Regions from separate parts of the Mus musculus genome. Here region 1 is linked to region 2. Evidence: chromatin contacts called from public promoter capture Hi-C data. All regions are on one chromosome and are shown on one strand. Each heading gives the region's core, a stretch centred on a gene start, on an enhancer-like site or on the middle of the called end of the contact. The rest is flanking DNA. Distances are from core to core; before and after follow the strand shown.

Region 1 (3,201 bases), core at 655-3,154, 700 kb before region 2:
TTGCCGCAAAAGCGTGTGGTATATCACACAATTGCACCATATGCTTTCTGCCGATAAGGACGGGAAGAACGGAATTTAAGATGCAGAAGTAAAGAGATACATAAAATGGCCACTTTTCCAAAACCGGAGACAGACAGGGCATACTTAAACATCAAATGCACGGGGCTACAAGAATAGTTAATTGAGGCAGATTAATATAGGAGATGGAACAATGAATAGATTATAAAGTTTTCCAGAGTCAGATACTATCAGGAATAATTAAACCTCACCCAAACCATCCTTAGTTTCAATGTTTGAAAAAAATAAAATCAAAATCTTAGCATAGCTAAAGTATTATATTTAGTATTATTTTATTCAGCAAAAACAGCAGTCTTTGTTCCATCCGCAGTCTGGATCTACTCCGCCTGCTTTTCCCTTACCCCACCCCAATCTACCCCACCCCCTTCCATCCACCGCAGTGATCTTGAAGAGAGCTGCAGAGGCCCCAAGAAACAAGAGATAACGGTCGTAGGCAGAGACCCCGTTACCCAAACCTCACCAGTTCAGGTCAGACGCACCGACTGGCCACCTCCTAAGGCCCCAGTTCCCAGAGAGGCCTGACTGGGGGCCTCTCGGGTCCCTGGGCCGCATCCGCCCACCAAAGGCCCACAAAGCCCCGCCAACGCCAAGGACTCCACAGCTTCAACTTCCCTCCGACCCAAATCCACTTCGATTTTATAGGATCAGAGTATGACACCCTAACTACAGAAGGCTAGGGAGAGATTCTGCGGCGAGCCATTACCAGATCACTTACACAATAAAGCGATCCAGAGGCGACGGCTGACCCTCCCCCCGGCCGCTCCGCTACAACGCGCCCGGGCCACATTTCCCGCCTCGTTCTCCCCAACGGCCCAGGCCTCGCCCGGTGTCCACCTCCCGGTCCACCACGGTCCCCAGCGAGCGTGGCATGAGGTCTAGCTCCAGCCCTCCTTCCCGAGACCAGCTCTGGAGCCTCTCATCCGTCGCATGCTCCCAAGACCATGCAGTTTCAGGCCACTGGTCCCTAAACCGCACAGATCCAGGGTCCGCCTTCTGAGTCTTCGGAGAACCTTTCAGTCGCACCCGGGGAAATCTAACTCCACCTAACCCACGGTGCAACCCACCCAGGGTCCCCTTTCCTTCCTGGGCCCCCAGCACCAAGATCACATCCCAGGACTCAGTCCTCTCCTAAAAGGAGATAGACACGCCGGGCGCCTCCGGCCTCTTATTAGGGCACTCACCTCCCAACCCCACGCTTCCAGGGATCCAATGCAACCAGGAGTTGGTCCCTACATCCCCATCCCCAGATCTCCATTCTCATCCCTTTCAAGAGTCGTCCTCACGTATGACCTGGCCCTGATCCATGAAGAGGTCTCATTCTCAAGGACCCCATTTCCCACCCCTCCAGGGGTCTCTTCATCTCCATACACTGGGGTCTCGTCATCTCCACAAGCTCCGCTCTCCACTGCCCAGTCTCCCTTTCCCAGCTCCCGCCTGGGCTCCGTCTCTGTGCTCCAGGCTCGCCCAGTTCCCCAGCCCCGGTTCCTCCCCTCCTGTTCCCTCAACCGTCCCCACTCCCGGAACGCCGCACTCGGACCCGGGCAACTGCTCGTCTCACCTTCAGCCGAAGATGGTGGCGCCGGCACACGTCCCCAGCAGCGACCACAGATCCAGCGTCTCAATTCCAAACCCACCGCTGCCTCCGCCGGGCTCCTTTAGCACTGCTGCTCGCGCCTGCCCCACCCACTCCCACCCTCATTGGGCCATCTCCACGCCCATCACTGCCGCCCCCAGACCCACTGGTCGGTTTGCGCGCCCATCTCCCAGGAAAGACGTTAGCAACCCGAACGAAGCTACCTTCCCAAGTCCCGCTCCCTCCACCCACCTGGAATGATGCTCATTGGCTCCCGCTCCCGACCTAGACCCACAGACTCCCAATCTCATAGGCTGCTACTCACGCCTGTCAGAGACTCCGGGAGGTGCGGCCGGGGCAGTGGCGGGTGATTGGCTGACTCTGGAGGGAGATGGACAGCTGAAACTAGGAGCCTGGCGATCCCGCGAGGCAGAGATCGCCGATCTTGTTGGGGTGTGCGCGCTGCGCTAGTCAGGGCTGGGTGGACAGTGGGGCAGGTGTACCGCAGCACAAGTCACCAGCTCCCACTGGTCACGTCTCTCTATTGCGTCGGGCCGCCGCTGCAACCCACTCGAGCGTTCTGCGGCCCGTAGGCTTGCCGCAGCCACTGGGTCCCTCAGCGGGACCGGCTTTCGCCGAGGAATCGCCAGCTCCCGGAGCTGCCTGCAGGGGCGGGGCCGGAGCGCGGTCCTGAGGCCTGACGTCACCCTGGAGCTTCAGTGGGTGGGAGCCGCTGCTTGCGGCTCACCTGCAGTGGGGGAGGGGAGCCTCTCGGGCTGGGCGCTAAAGCTCTGTCCTGACCGGGCTGCAACCCTGTGGCGGCCGGAGTCCCCCCTTACTGATGCTTCCTTCCTCTCGTGACCCGCCGCAGTTGGATGTTTGCTTGCTCTGCCTCTTAGGCAGGGCTGAGATTCCAAAAATACGAGAAGCAAACGGGCCTGGCAGAGAAGACCAGAGAGCGACTTCATTTGTTCACTCACTCATTCATTCCAGCTCTCTATGGAAGAGGAACTGGGTAGGGCTTGCAGGATTCCTGTGCTGTTGTCATAGCCCCTAGGGCTAAAGAACCAGTGGTTCAAGTGCCTTAGAAAGGTTCATGGACCTCAGGTGGGAGTGGGCTTCCAAAATAAGGAAACTGGAAAATTGAAGTTAAAAAAAAAATGTAATGAAATGTCTGCAGAATCTAGTCAACTCTTAATTATACATGTATAAATATAATAAAGTAAAAAAATCACAAGAGCCAAATGGATTATTGTTCTTATAAAAAGATAAATATAAAATACTTTATTTTAAAACTGCCTCAGGATTTTATGTATTTAGTATTGTATATATGTGTGTGTTTTAATGGATACTTTGTAAATGCCTGAGAAACTTCTAGACTGATTTTTTTTTTTAAAGTGAGAAAAAAAATGAAAACAAGGCAGGAAGTGATAAGAAAGGGTTGGTGGAATTCAGAGAAATCTCCAAGGCAGCTGAATGCAGAGCCCTTCCGGGGGAAGTGAGAATTCTTTGTCCTTTGTCCAGGTGCATCTGGTCTCCAACCCCACATG
Region 2 (2,971 bases), core at 34-2,533:
CCGAACTTATTCCCCCCATGGGCACCTGAACTCACATGCAAACGTGTGACTGCATTTTCTTATAGACAGCCTAATTTCATTCTTCTTATGGCTTATAGCATTTAGATCCATTTTCTACTCTTCCATCACCACCTAGGCTGATTCCCAAGCACAGCCATCACGCATGGTGCTGGTTTAAACTCAGGGATGCAAGTATCTAGTATATGATGGTTTTGGTCCCTCTAGGTCTATTCCTTTTTTTTTTTTTTTTTTTCGGTTTTTCGAGACAGGGTTTCTCTCTTTAGCCCTGGCTCTCCTGGAACTCACTTTGTAGACCAGGCTGGCCACAAACTCAGAAATCCACCTGCCTCTGCCTCCGAGTGCTGGGATTAAAGGCATGTGCCACCACACCCAGCCTTTTTTTTTTAAAAAAAAAAGATTTATTTATTTATTTTTATGTTTATTGGTACGCTGTAGCTGTACAGATGGTTGTGAACCTTCATGTGGTTGTTGGGAATTGAACTCAGGACCTTTGGTAGAGCAGTCAGTGCTCTTATCCGCTGAGCCATCTCACCAGCCCTCTGGGTCTAATCCTAAGGAGTGGTACTGCTGGATCATATACTAGGTCTACTCTTTTTTTTTTTTTTTTAGGCATTCTATAATGATTTTCTTTTTGAAGCACTCTATAATGGTTCCCACAACAGCTTCTGCCAGGCGTTACTCCCACTCTTTCCGGTGTTTGTTGCCGTTTCTTTTCCAGATGGCAGCCATTAGGGTAAGACAGAATCTTAGTAACCTGAGTTGCATCCCTGATGGCTGAGGGTGTAGAGCTTTGGACTCTCCGTGACCTTGCTAACCCATCATACTTTTGAAAAGTGTTAGATCGGTTCATCTGGCCTTCTCTGAACAGGTCTGTTGGATCTTTCATGTTTACATGTCTGTCAGAAGGAAAGCCACAAGGCTCTGTGACATTCTGTAGACTGCACCATCAGTCTCCTTGTGTATGTGGGAGCCATTTATTGATTTAGGTACTAGGAACTTCAGGATTTCAGACTCTAATCCACACTCCCAGCTACCATCAGCCTCCTATTTTGAGGCATTCCCCACTTGTCAAATTGTACTATCCTCTGAGCTGTTAGAGTCCTATTTATAAAGTGCTGTCTATGCCCCAATCTTGAAATGTGTTTTTCTAGATGACTCAGACTTTGGGGTCTTGCACAGTTTTTGCTCCATGTATAGACTGCTTTTTGTACAGGGTGAGAGTCAGACATCTAGTTTCTGTCTGTAAAATGTGGGTATCCAGTTTTCCCAGTGCCATCTGTTAAAGAGGCTGTCTTTGCTGCCGTGTGGAGGCTCAGACGGCTGCAGCTGTGTGGCTTTGCTTCCGGATTCTCTATTCTGCTCACTGGCTCAAGTGTGTGTTTCCATGCCTGCCCGGTGCTGTTTGGCTTAAATGGTTCTGTATTCTGCAGTCTGATGTGCTGTCTCTTACTGACCTATCAAATTACTCAAAAGAACCAGAGAGGCACAGAGTACATGCTTCCCCAGCCCCAGTTTGGTATCATAGTCCCCAGCTTCCCTCACAGGAAGGTTGGAGCCAATGTGACCACCTCCAGTCAATGGGCAGAGGGTAAGATATTTGCAGGACAAATCACCTAAGAGGGTATAGTGCCCCACTTCTCTCTCTACCCCATCCACAGGATATATGGCCTGTGTTACAACAGCACAGCCCTGTGATGAGACAACCTGGACCTCTGAGTCGCAGAGAAAGCTTTTGCATAAGCACACCTAACAGTCCCAGCTGTTTAGTTCCTGAAGTGTCCTATCACATCTTGGATTGGCTTTCAGTCAACAAAAATGTGCTGTGTTCAAGTGTGCCTGCTGTATACTCCGTATACTCTATAGCTGTAGGATAGGTCTTTGGGGAGACAGACACAGAGAAGTAGAGAGGTGCTCCTTCATTTAGGAGAGACTCTTTAAGCACTGTGTAGTCTTTGATCCCTGACATCAAGATACTTAAAATTTCCATCAAGAAGCAAAAATACATTAAAAAAAAAAAAGGCAAGTGACAAGTGCTGGGTCCCATGACCTCGCCTACTACACAGGCTCACACTGACACAGAGGGCAATGCACTTGCTCTTCTGCAGAGTTCACTCTACTTCCTGCCATGGTATGTGTCATGTCACTGTATGGGTGTTCCGGGGACTACATCCTACAGAGAGCAAGTGCTCTCAGTGCGGGCTTCGGGCTGCCACATCCTGAGAGGCAGAGATGGCAATGGCCACACACACTAGGCACTGTGCACTCTATCACAGTATTCTTGCATCCATATCCACAGTTTATTACATTGCCAGGGAACGCAGTGTTTAGTTAGCTGCCTTTCGTACCTACCATGGGCTCATTAGATAAAAACAGCGCTTCACTGGTGTCAGCACACCTTTACAGAAAAGCTAAGGGTTACCATGTTTCTGGGTACAATTAAATGGATAAATATTCCGTTTGCACGCTGTCTGAGCCAGCCAATGAACTGCCTACTGATAGAAGAGTGGTCTTGTGTTAACATCAGTACTATAGCCGGGCAGTGGTGGCGCACGCCTTTAATCCCAGCACTTGGGAGGCAGAGGCAGGCGGGTTTCTGAGTTCAAGGCTAGCCTGGTCTACAGAGTGAGTTCTAAGACAGCCAGGGCTATACAGAGAAACCCTGTCTCAAAAAACAAAACGAACAAAAAAAAATCAGTACTATAAAATATAAATAAATGATTCTTTAAGAAATCTAGGCACTATTGAGTGCAAATCCTTCTTATAAACCATTAAACTGAAATAAAACATTCCATGATTTAAGATGAGAGAGGGTCTATTTTTCCAAACTGAGCCAGTTTATGCCTTGGGCAACCAACTGGTCCCCACTACCAGGACATCATAGTGATGCCAGACTTAGTGCAGACACCTGATTGGAATAACATACTTAGCCCAGAACTCCTGAATTCCAGCA

Evidence for each region. Promoter capture Hi-C pulls out the DNA fragments that hold promoters and counts their contacts.
Region 1: a promoter capture Hi-C map of hippocampal neurons shows a contact between it and region 2, with 2.3 times the contacts expected there. The contact joins the promoter of Myh10 here to the enhancer-like site in region 2. A contact is called at or near these places in 2 of 39 promoter capture datasets (cranial neural crest and hippocampal neurons) and 7 of 115 datasets of contacts at active chromatin or transcription factors (the NIH/3T3 cell line, astrocytes, embryonic forebrain and 3 more).

Annotation. Positions count from the first base shown.
Region 1 is chr11:68,690,618-68,693,818 of GRCm38.p6, reverse strand. It overlaps Myh10 (myosin, heavy polypeptide 10, non-muscle), which reads right to left and starts at 1,904. Exons shown (of 41, transcript NM_175260.2): 1 at 1,637-1,904.
Region 2 is chr11:67,989,728-67,992,698 of GRCm38.p6, reverse strand. All of the region lies in intron 4 of Stx8 (syntaxin 8), which reads right to left. Among named protein-coding and RNA genes, the nearest start is that of Stx8, 25 kb to the right of the region's middle. Within about 2 kb of position 1,283, at least 10 of the 459 cell types and tissues checked have an H3K27ac peak or open chromatin away from gene starts, as enhancers often do. A contact at or near this core is called in hippocampal neurons, where this site is marked.